Regions from separate parts of the Arachis hypogaea genome. Here region 1 is linked to region 2. A link is a contact called in public Hi-C data. All regions are on one chromosome and are shown on one strand. Each heading gives the region's core, a stretch centred on a gene start, on an enhancer-like site or on the middle of the called end of the contact. The rest is flanking DNA. Distances are from core to core; before and after follow the strand shown.

Region 1 (6,540 bases), core at 361-2,860, 46 kb before region 2:
TTGTTCCTTTTGCTCCTGAGTTAATGTATTTGGCAATCTTAGTCTGGCTGCATATGTCAATGTTTCTTTTACAGTTAGATGAGGAAACAGAACATCATCTTGTGTCACAAATCCAATCCTGCCACCACATGCATACAATCAAACATGTCAAATTTTCTAACGATTTTCAACTATCAAATTCATTTGAAGACATCTCCACGTGAGTTTTCTCCAAAATAGTATAAGAAAGTGAAGATAGGTGTTGGAATCTTACCTACTCTTGAGGAACTTAGAATAAGGCTGGTCATTGTAGGTGATAGATCCACCAACAGTGGGGTGATGAGTTATTCTTCCTCCAAGAAGATTCAGCAGTGATGTTTTTCCACTTCCTGAGGGTCCCATCAATGCCAAAACTTCCCCTGGACTCACACAACCAGTTATACCCTTCAGTATATCCTTCTCCTCACTTGTTGTCATTCCTTTCATCACTACCTTATATGTCACATCACTGAACTGCACATTTATCCCCATAATCACAATTTAACTCTTATTTACTAGTAACTAATTATTATTATTATTATATCAAGCATAAAATTAAGCTCAATGCACATATCTTATAAAGCCTCTCAAATCCAGAAGATGGTTTCCAAAGCCTCAACCTATGTCTTTCTTCAAGGGTATGACAAAATAAATTTACACTGATGCCCTGTATGTGTGTGTTAGTATAGGCATCATCATCAAAAAGAAAAAAAATGTAAAAATGAAAATAAAAAAGATTATGGTAGGTAATAATGTTATTATTAATTTTGGGTGAGAGGAGGGGTAGTCTTGTACATTGACATCACAAGAAATATGAAACATTGTACAAGACTGAACCTGATCATGCTTATATTGCTAGCTTATTGGTGGCGTTGATCAATGATTGCTATAATGAAGCTTCAATAATCGTTCCCTGCCCAAATACATATATAGCACCATATCAAACTCACGCTCTATTATTCATCAAGGTTTGGATACCGGTGCAGGCAGGGAATTGAATCAACAGCAACAAAAGCTTTTATTATTATTATTATTATTATTATTATTATTATTATTATTATTATTATTATTATTATTGTTATTTATATGTAAAAATAATATGTGGTACCTTTAGATATATTGGTAGAGTAAGATCCATTTGAAACTTTGGCTTATGAGTTCCAGCTTCAATATCTTCCGCTGCAATATACATTATATGCAACCTATTTTATATATAATTTTGGATTAAAATATATGTTTCCTCTTCAAAAGTAGAAGCCAATATATACTAGGCAGTTATTCTGTGTAGTTTATTACTTCATTTTTCTCTAACTATGTATATATATATTATATAGTGTAAAGAAAAATGATTGAAGGTGCAATGATATTCACAGCAGGTCTATCTGATCTATAAAGTCCAAATGAAAGAAAATTGATTGAGACCCTTAATAATAATAATTAATACTTTATGGTAAGTCAAACAGATTCCACTATATACGTTACAAAAAATCAAACTGAACTCTAATAAAGGGGCCCAAGATTGAAACAATATACTGTGCTTTTCCATAAAAAAACAATGAAGGAAGAGTCATCATATAGGTCCAGTTATGAAGTGCTACATCAAATTGTCGTCAATGATCATAGTCAACAAAGAAATATACATAAACCTAATGTATTGAACTCTCCTAGACTAAATTAAATAAAATAATTTTCGTGGTTAATTAGACCGACGTTACTATATGTTATTAATTATTATGATGAATTGGTGACTTGTGGGGACCATGAAGATTAGGCTTAGACACAAGTGGCTCATATGGAAAAGGACATTAGCACAGTAACATTAATTATACTTGTGTAGTTGTTCTGGACCGTTAATCACGGGTTTGTAGTTAAAGGTTTGTTGGTTTGTAGTTAGATAACTGAGACACATATTACATCCAAGACATAAATTTTTATTATAATTTTGCTTTTTCAAAATTTTTAAAATGTTACTTTCTACTCTTATAATCTTCATCATTAATCATAAAGATAGAATTAGTTTTTAATAACAAGTATATTTTTTTATAGGGGTGTTCATACATCGGATCTGATTCATATATCCGTAGTATTTATTCGAATTTTATCCGAAAATTACGGATATATCCGATCTGTAAAGCTATCGGATCAGATCCAATTCGCACACTAATAGAATCGGATTGCAAATTTTGTATAGGTATCTGCATATTTGATCTACATATCTGCATATCTACAAAAATAAAGAAATAAATAAATAAATATTTTTTTATATTTTATTTCAACTAATAATTATCATATATGTTGTATTATTTTAATTTATTATTTAAGAAAAGTATGTTTAATATTATTTTAAAAATAAACATATTTAAAAGAATAGAAAAAATGAATTTTATTGATATTTTTTAATAAAAATAAATTTTTAAAAATATTTTTGTATTTTATGAATATATCCAATATTCAATCCGATTCAATCCGCACATGTCCAAATTTAAAAACCACATATATTGAATAATTTTAATATGGATCGGATCGAAATTTTAACCATATCAAATTCAATCCGATACACGTTCACCTTATTCTTTATTAATATCTTAATAATTGAACACTCTACATGTATTTATATGTGCGTATTTTTTTATTATTATTTTAAGAAAATAAACAACACATCTTTAAAGTGCATAAGCCTTAATAGTAATGCCAAATAAGTATATAAAAAAATAGTAATGTCAGATACCAGCAGCTTGTAAGTTGTAACCCTTCCTAATTTCATCTATCACTAAGTCTTTAATCAAATCTCTTGTCCATGAGAAAATAAATATATGTAATTGGAGGAATAAAATAAGATAAAAACTAAAAAAAAGTACTAGTTAAAGTTTAAATATGTAAGAGAATACTGTGGTGTTTGATGTTTCCATAATAAGGATGAGTAGGGATGACCAAATTCAGTGGTAATCACGGAGCCGTACTAATTAGGGATTGTACTTACCTATTTTTGTTCTTTTTGCCGTTGTTATTTCTGTGTATAACAATAATGTAAGTTTTACTTGAAAAAATGTTTATTAAGTACTTAAACTGCAACGCCAATGGGGACCATTATTTAATTTGTCACACAATTTAAACAAATACTTAAACTGTAATTGATGTTGCTTGCTTGCTTAATAATATCTAAAAAGAAATCGATTAAAAATTAAGTATAATTAACATGTCATCAAACTAGATATTTATATCATATGGCTTTTAAATAATAATAATAATAATAATAATAATAAGGGATTAATTTTTTAATGATTTAAAGTAATAATAGATAATTGTGTGTGTATATAAAAAATATTTTATATACAAAATAATTCCTTGAAGAATAATTCTGTTGCTGAAGACTAACGTTAGGGAATCAATATTATAATAGTTAATTTCAACTAATATTATAATAGATTATTAAACAAATTTAATATGAAATTTATTAAATATGATTTTTTTGTTAAGTTTAAATTTAAAAATATTTTTTCTAATTAAATTTTATATGTTCTTATTTTTAAAAAATTTAAATGTTTTTTATATTAAATTAGTTCATTTATTTTGTCCTGAAATGATATTTAATTAGTTCATTTATTTTCCTTCCAAAAGTTCACTGTTTATAGGATGAAAGGAAAAGAAAAAGGTAGGAAAAAACTAATCAACATATATATCAGCGATGTAATAAAGAACACGAGAACTAAATATGCATTCATATATAATTATATATCATCAAATAATTTTTTTGGTGGCTTAATTTTTTTTTTTGGATGACATATATCATCAAATAATTAAACCCAGAATAATTTATTTATATATTTTATTACTTCGTGGTTCTAATAAGGACACAACATATATATTAAGTTCTAGAGCGTTCGTAACCTTTAATTCTTATTATTAAAAGACTGATGAAATCTGAGCCTCAATTCGAAACTCAATTAATGTAGTATATACTATCATATTCATACTCGTGAAACATCATTGAAAAAGGTACGTATAAGCCTTCACCCCCTAATAATTAATTAATTTGTACAGAAGCGCATGAGTAAATATAATAAAAAAAAAATCCAACGTGCATTTTGCTAATCACTATCTATACGCCTCTAGATAATTTGATTTGAAGTTTAATGAAAGATAAAATTGAATCTTTTTAAATCATATTGTCAATCGTATTTTTTAACAATTAAATTATGACGTTTTTTTTATATAATTTACTGCGTTCAAAAAATACAATTAACAAAGATAAAATATTTCCTAAAATGTTAATAATTATTATTTAAAAATATTTAATTTAATTTTTTTATTTTCTTTTATAAAATTATTAAGGTAAGTTAAAGTTGCCTTCCTATAAAAGACAAAATGTGAAAATAGTTAAATAACTTGACTATTTGACTAAACTTTTATTTGCTATATTCAGATGAATAATTTTGTAGTTACCAATTATTAATTATAGGTAAAAATTTACATGGAGTAATTTTTTTATATAAAATTAACAATTAAAAATTATTAAATAATTTAAAAAGTTTGAATAAATTATTATTTATTAATTATTAACTTCAGACTAAGAAAACTGTAAGTAAGTCTTCATCTTAATCCTGTGATATAAATGTATTTGATATTTGGATTGAGAGAAGAGAGGTATGAGTTATTTGAGAGGAAGATAGTTGTAAGTAAGTCTGTAGCTTTAACCATGTAATATAAATGTATTTAATATTTAGATTGAGAGAAGGGAATTAAGAGTTATTTGTGATGAAGATAGCTTTATGTAACACTGTGTGTCAATCACATAATATAAATGTATTTGATATATAAATTGAGAGAAGAGAATTATTGTGAGATATTTATGAGGTTGATAATTAAAAATAATTAAATAATTTAATATATTTAACTAGAATTTTCATCTTATTTTAATTATATAAAAAGCAAGTGGAAGAAGAAGTTGAAAGAAGAGGCTTACGAATATCATCATCGTCACTGAAGGGCTTGTAGTCGGAGATTTCATCATCAGGAGGAAGAGTGAAGCCAGTGAAGGAGAAAGACAGCCCCAAGCTCGCACTTGACGCTCTGCTAAGTGCCGCACCGCTGCTCACCTCATCCACCTCTATCTTCATCTGCGCGCTCCGAGACTTCCTTATGTGCGTCATCCTCCTGCTCGATTTCCGAGACAGGTTTCCTCCTCCACCACTCTCCGGCGATGATTTAATACTATTCGCCGCCGTCGCCGATTCCATCATCAATAGCTGATCCGATTTCGTTCTTGCTATTCCTGACGATGACGTGTTTCCATTCTCCATATCTCTATAATAAATTTAAACATTAAAATCATTTTTTACTGCAACTAACTGGAAAGTGGAAAAGAAGATAATCATTGAAAATTTGAAATTCTCTTACCCTTTCTTTCTTTCTTCGTTTCTTTTCTGTTTTGAGAGAAGACCATGCTCCAATAACAACTGAATAATTAGATCCACTACTCGCTCACGCTTTTTATAAAGGAAAGTTTGTTAAGACTTAAGACGTATGTTGAGCAAAGTTACCAAACCACCCCTTGATAAGTACTGGGACTCGTGGCCCTGCAAGTTATCTACATGAGGATGCATCGTGGACGTTTGTTGCATCAATACGGTTTTTCCGTACACGTGTCAAACATGTGAAGAATTATTACTCATTTAATATTTCCATGCAATTAATTATAATTAATAAATTGATTTCCGAGAATTTTGGAGGGACATTAGGTGACTATTAGCATGCATTATGACGTCACTGTTTGATCGAGATTCAAGGTGGTAAGCGCGTCAAAGCTTTTAGTATTAATGGTAGGTTTAACCTTATACGCGCGTGGCTATTCATCGCTGATGTGGCGGCTAATACGGACAAATTGAAGGTCATGCAAGTCTTTAAATAATGAAACCATGCATGCATTATTAGTTTTGGATAATTGATTGGAGTTACAGATATTTTTATTTTTAATTTTTATTTTATTATGGAACAATTAATATTTGTAATTTATACAATTTTAAATGTTCGAATATGATTATATGCAAAATAATTTTTGCTATAAAAAGAAAAAGCTTCGAGGGACTTGAGGCCAGTCATCTCATAAGCTTGCATCGCATGCTTTGGATCACATGTTAGCTACGGCCGAGGGAACCTAGCTAGGTTTTGGAATTTTGCATGCCAAAAAGATGTACGTTTTCATTTAATTTATTTCCTCTAAAATAACTAGAGCAATCAATACGCTAAAAAAAACCAAAATTTATAATAATTAACAAATATTAAATAAACTAAATTTTGATTATTTTTTATTTTTTTGTTATTAAATATTTTCGATATCCATAATGCAATATTTATGTGGTAGTTGTTTTATTATCGTAAATAGAAATGATTAACGCTAACGCAGGAAGGTGTCAACTGTGTATGTGTGCTATGGTCATCTTTGACGTGCTGCGATCCCTATCATTTTCTCACCATTTGAAGTACTCATCAATTCATCACTTGTGACATTTATTGTATGTGTTG
Region 2 (6,559 bases), core at 3,690-6,189:
TGGTAAGCCTTTAATATTATTAGTTATTTTTTAATTAAAACATATTCCTATTTTTTAGATACACATTCGTAATTAAGATTAATTTAAATTTTAAAAACTAAAATTTCTCTAAACTTCCTACCCACTTCATAGTTAGTAATTGTTTCCTTCTTTTACGTTTCTTTTCTCTCTGTAACATGATTTTCTTCTATCTCGTTCTCTTATACAAGACCGCTTCTTTATGTTCCTTACTTATGTTAAAGGTTAGGTCATTGGTTCAAATGAATGAGTTTTAGATGTGTGTAAGAACCAATTTAAAAGATGGGATATTATTTTGGATGTATTGCAAGTCAATCTAGTTAGCGTTTAGAAAAAATTTCACCTACTATAACCAAGTGTAATTTATGCACGATGAATGAACAATTAACAAGTTGAACACACTGTACAAATAAGCAAAAACACTGTATATAGAATAACTAATTACATTGTATAAATTACTTACCTGATTAGTAGGCGTAGTAATAACTCCACCTTAAAAACTTGAAGATGATGCTTCAAATTTGTTCCTATTACACATCCCAAAATTTATAATATTACACATACAAAATTATATGTTTATACAACCTAAATCACAAGCTTGCACACTAGATAACTAATAGTCAACAAAAATCACCAATAAAAACAAATTAATCCTCAACACAAGTATGAGAATAGAACAACCAGATATCAGTAAAATTCACATAATATTCCCTTGCAGACAACTAAAACTCATGTAAACACATCCAAAACTCAGTGAAGAACGTAAACACTTCCAAAATACAGAAATTACACATGCAAAAACAATTTAACATTGCAATATATATGAGAATCTCTTCAAGCTATTTTAATCGATTTTTAATTACAAAAAAGAATATTATACAAGATAATAAGAAAAGCAACTGTGTCAGAGAATGCGCAAAGAAAAACTCTATGAACAGAGACCCGTCCAAACCTTAGGTATGTTTTCGGCGCAGGTGAATGGCGACGCTTATGCGGACGAACGGCGATGAGGAGGAGGAAGGCGCGACGAAGATGAGCGCCAAGGAGGAGGAAGGCGGCGTTGTAAATGAGCGCCGAGGAGCAGAAAGGCGGCGTCGACGATGAGCGTTGAGGAGGAAGGTGGCGCGGATGAACGGCGGCGGAGGATGACGAACCACGGACGGCGTGCGCCTCTGGGTTTATGTTGTGCGGTGAATGTGATTGCTCTGCTTCCTTCAAGGTTTTGTATGGTCTTATTAGATTATTTAAGGTTTATTTTAGATTTTTAAATTTGAAAAATTGAATTTTAATTAATTTGATTTTTGAATGTGTATTTAAATTGTAATATATTAATAATTAAATATATTAAATCTGAAACAGAAATTTAAAATTTAAATTTTAAATTTCAATTTTATTTAGTTTGTATTTTAGATGTGTATTTAATTTTAAAAATACACTAAATCTATTCATAATTTTTAGATGTGTTTGTTTTATTTTTTTAAATTATGGTAATAAAAAGCTGAATATTATAAAATTTTTAAAAGATACCTAATTGAATTGGTTAATTTTTTATGTCCACAGAATCAATTGGTCATTAACTAATGTTTATGTTATCAGTGAATTGTTCTTCATATTTTTCCATTCAATCTAAAATCAAAACAATTGGGAAGGAGAACTCATATCATCAAACGAATTGCATGGGTGATCAACCTTTTTCGAGTTCTTATATAACGAAGTTTTCTCCAAATATCACAAGTAGTGGCAGATCGAATTCACATGAATGGTAAGTATCTTATTATTATTAAGTTAATTTATAGTGGAATTATAAGTTTAGATGCTTAATTATTATAATGTTTAATTCAAAATTTTTTATAAAGAACTCAAATTATAAGTTTAAGAATTTCTTTTTTAGTTTGAACGTTATACTGCAGTCTATTCACCTTAATTGCTAGTACCTAATTATTATTAAGCTAATTTATAATGGAATTATAAGTTTAGATGCTTAATTATTATAACGTTTAGTTCAACTTTTTTTTATGAAGACGACAAATTATAAGTTTAAGAATTTCTTTTTTAGTTTGAATGTTATACCCCAGTCTATAGTCCAACAAAACAGGTAGATTACCAATTCAGTTAACCATAATTGTGATTCAGAAATTCTAGAAGATTATGAGGATCACACAGGTATTATTTTTATTTAAGTTATGTGAAATAAATATTAATATGCGTTATTTATTTAATATTAATCCAATTTTGTATAAATGTCTTCCAGTTATAGATGGATTTGACGACATTGTATTAGAGAATGATATCATTGATCGTGATGATTCATATAACTATGAAGGTAGTATTATATCACTTATTATATCAAAAAAACTTTTATACATAAAATTTATCTATATAGTTTTGTTTAATTTATATAAAAAATAATTTGCAAACGTGGAGCACAATGTATGTGGTACATCATTTACTCCTTCAATTGAAGAAGGTAACTCATGTAATTTTTTTCATTTAATTTATGAAATTAAATTATTAATATTTTATTATTACACAATCTTAAAATTGATACATATGCAGATACTTGGGATGCTAGTGATTTGGTTTATAATTGTGTTTATTGTAAAGCAACAATATGGGAAGGTGTGAGACTCTCAAAAAGTGTAAGAAACAAAATTGCAAAGTTTGGGTTATGTTGCATGGACGGAAAGGTTGAACACCCAAATCTTAAAGAAGTTCTTATTTGTCTTGAAGAGTTGCATTATAATGATAATGAAAAAGGAAAATACTTCCGGAGACACAAACGTAAGTTTAAGTCAATGTTCGCTTTCATATCGATGGCTGGAAAAATTAATCGTACCATCAATAATGGCTCAGCTCCACTTACATTTTCAATCAGTGGAAAAAATTACCATTCAATCGGTAGTTTACTTCGAGTTGAAAATGATAGGACCAAATTTTCCTAGCTTTATATTTATGATACAGAGAATGAAATCAAAAATCGAATATCTGCTGCGAGGTATATAATACATTGCATTTTTTTACGTTGACGAAATATTATTTCTCAATTCTTTTAAAAACAAGTTTTAATTTAATTTCTTTTAAAATTTATATCAATTCCGTTGATTTATCAAACGCTATTGAAAGACAAATTGTGCACGACTTGAAGGAAATGTTGGATAACCACAATGAACTGGTGAGGAGTTTTTGTTATGCTAGATAAAGGTTCAAGAATGAGAATCGTTCAGATATTAAGATGAACCTTATTTGAACAGGGTTAAGAATGGAAGACTCTACAATTTACCAACTGCTTAAGAGGTTGCTATTCTAATTGTTGGAGACATTAATGAATCTATTTTAGACAGCGAAATAATCATTGAGACCACTTTCAAGAAGTTACAAATGATTGACGTTCTTCACCCATTGTACTTGCCCCTTCAGTATCCCTTATTATTTTCGTATGGAGAAGACAGTCTTAGACTAGGAATTGAAACTTCTCTACGCCATGGAAGTAGTTCTTTATATAAGAGAAATAATATAAGCATGAAAGAGTTCTTCTTATATCGAATTCAGATGAGATTTGAATATTCTCCCATTTTGTTTTATTCTATAAGATTATTTCAGTAATTCTTGGTGGATGCTTACACTATGATAGAGTCTAAATGTCTTAGTTTTATATGGAACAACCAACCTAAATTGAGGGTTGATAAGTACAGCTCTCTACATGCATGAGTCATTGGTTAGAGGCGAAGCAAATGCTGTGGCTACTGATCAATGTATAATCTTTCCAAGTAGTTTCACTGGTGATCCAATATATACGTTTAATAATTGTAAAGATGCTTTTGTAATTTGCAAATATGCAAGATACCCAAGTTGTTTTGTCACAATAACATGCAATTCTGAATGGGATGAGATTAAATGTTTATTAAAGGACTCAGGTCTTAAAGCTGAAGATCGACCTGACATAGTGTCTAGGATCTTTCACATAAAGTTGAATGAGCTTATTATGGACTTTAAGCACGGGAGATTCTTTGGCAAGATATCTGCATGTGAGTAATACATTATTTAACTAAATTTCATCTAATATCTTTAACGCATTGTCCAATTTTTTGCAGATGTATGTATTGTAGAATTTCAGAAACGTGGCTTATCACATGCTCATATTCTATTGTTGGATCCAAATCACACACCTAAATCTCCATATGACATTGACAAGATGATCTGTGCTGAGATACCAGATAAGTTACGTAGACCTAAGCTCTATGCAGTAGTAGAGAAGTTCATGGTTTATGGACCATGTGGTCGTCATAATAAGAACAGTCCTTGCATGATCAATGATCGTTGCTCTAAATTTTACCCAAAACAATTTCAAAGAATGACTATCATTGATGAAGTTGGGTTCCCAAAGTATAAAAGGCTTGACAATGGGCGCACAATTTTAAAAAGGAGCGTAGTTCTTGACAATTCTTTCATTGTACCCTACAACACATCACTGCTGTTAAAGTATGGTTGTCACATTAATGTCGAGCATACATGTTAGACATCTGCAATAAAATATCTATTTAAGTATGTTCACAAGGGCAATGATAGGGTCACAGCTACTTTTTATCAATCAACAGGTGATGGTGATTGCCAACAGGTTGTTGATGAGATATGTAATTATGATTGTAGGTACATATCTGCCTGTGAGACTGCTTAGAGGGTATTTAGGTATGACATACAATAAAAAGAGCCTTTGGTAATTAGACTACCTTCCCATTTACCCAATAAACATCCAGTTGTCTTTAGGGATCATGAAAACATCATTGATGTCATAGAAATGGTGGATGGCAAGCTCACTAAATTGTTAGCATGGATGCTCGCTAATCAGTTGTTTCCTTTTGGCCGGTCTCTTACATACAGCCAATTCCCTAAGAAATTTGTATGGAAAGAGGACATATCAATATGGTCATGTGGATGCCAAGGAAGCAAGGGTTTTCAATTGGTAGGTTAACCCATGTGCCACATGGCAATGGAGAAGACTACTACCTCAAACTTCTCCTGAACATTCAGAAAGGGTGCCTGAGTTTCATCCATCTTCGAATAGTAGATGGTGTTGTGTATTCAATATTCAAGGAAGCGTGTTATGCTTTAGGTTTGTTGCAACGTGATAAAGAATTTATTGACGCTATGTTGGAAGCAAGCACGTGGGCTTCTGCAAGATACATTCGAGATCTATTTGTTGTTCTGTTACTATCAAACAATATCTCGAGTCCTATAAAGATTTGAGAACAGTGTTATCATATATTATCTGAAGACACCCTTTATTCTCACAAGAAGGCTATGCATTGCGAATGTTGTATCTTTAATTTTATTATATTATTATGTATATATATAACACCACAATAACAATAGTTGTAATGCAGAGTTACAACTTTCTGAAGAGCAAATTATTAATCTAACTCTTTTCAAGATTTAGGACAAATTACAAGTTAATGGTAGATCGTTTAAGGAGTATGATCAGTTGCTTCTCCCAACTATTGATGATCTAGAGGGCATAGATAATCCTCTAATAATGGATGAGATGAACTTTGATTTATCCCTGCTGAAGGAGGAGTTGGAGAATAATTTACACACCATGAATTTGGAGCAGCGTGAACCATTTGATAAGGTGATTAGTGCTGTAAATGATGATGTTGGAGGCTTTTTTTTGTATATGGATATGTTGGGATTGCATCCTTATTACTCCCCAATGACCGTACGATTCATTCAAGGTTTAAGATACCACTTGATCTAAATGAAGACTGTGTGTTATATCAAGCAACGTACTTCGTTAGCCAAGCTGGTATGTAAAGCGAAGTTAACATACCTGAAGACATCCTTATTCATGACAATGAAGATGGTTTCAATTCTTTAGTTAATTTTGTGTATCCAAATTTGTTTCTAAATTTAAACAATGAGTTGTACTTCACAGACAGAACAATACTTGTTCCTACACTTGAGATTGTCAACGATGTTAACAAGCACATAATGAAATCTTTAATTGGAGAGGAGAAGACCTACCTTAGCTCTGATTCATTGTGCGCAGGGGAAGGTAACATGGAATCTAAATTAGGTACAATTACTCCAAATGTTCTCAATGCTATAAATTGTTCAGACTTGCTGTCTCACCTGTTGACTCTTAAAGAAGGTATACCAGTAACGTTACTACGAAACATTGATTAATCAAATGGGCTATGCAATGACACAAGATTATATGTACACATATTAGGTTATCATGTTATTGAATGCATCGCATTAATAGGAAATAAAGCAGGTTGAGTGGTTTTGATACCACGGATGAACATGATACCCAATAATGCTACTATTCCTTTTAGGTTTTAAAGGAGACAATTTCCATTAGTTATTTTATTTTCTAAAACTATTAACAAGTCTCAGAGTCAAACTTTAACAACGGTGGGATTGTACTTGCCGAAACCTGTTTTTTTTCCACGATCAACTATATATTGCTTTGTGAAGGGTAAAATCAAAATCCGGTTTAAGGGTATTAATTGAGAATAATTCATTCAAGACAAAAGTTACAACC

The links. A called contact is a pair of places that touch in the nucleus more often than the background predicts.
Region 1: a Hi-C map of leaf shows a contact between it and region 2, with 3 times the contacts expected there. The contact joins the enhancer-like site here to the promoter of LOC112717959 in region 2. A contact is called at or near these places in 4 of 8 Hi-C or Micro-C datasets (all in leaf).

What each region holds. Positions count from the first base shown.
Region 1 is chr10:111,038,306-111,044,845 of arahy.Tifrunner.gnm2.J5K5, reverse strand. It overlaps LOC112716562 (ABC transporter G family member 22), which reads right to left and starts at 5,578. Exons shown (of 11, transcript XM_025768485.3): 1 at 5,416-5,578; 2 at 4,982-5,322; 3 at 1,127-1,197; 4 at 254-492; 5 at 1-118. The coding sequence starts at 5,318. Within about 2 kb of position 1,610, at least 2 of the 3 cell types and tissues checked have open chromatin away from gene starts, as enhancers often do.
Region 2 is chr10:110,995,204-111,001,762 of arahy.Tifrunner.gnm2.J5K5, reverse strand. LOC112717959 reads left to right here and starts at 4,939. Exons shown (of 22, transcript XM_072204317.1): 1 at 4,939-5,222; 2 at 5,476-5,747; 3 at 5,948-6,171. The coding sequence starts at 4,939.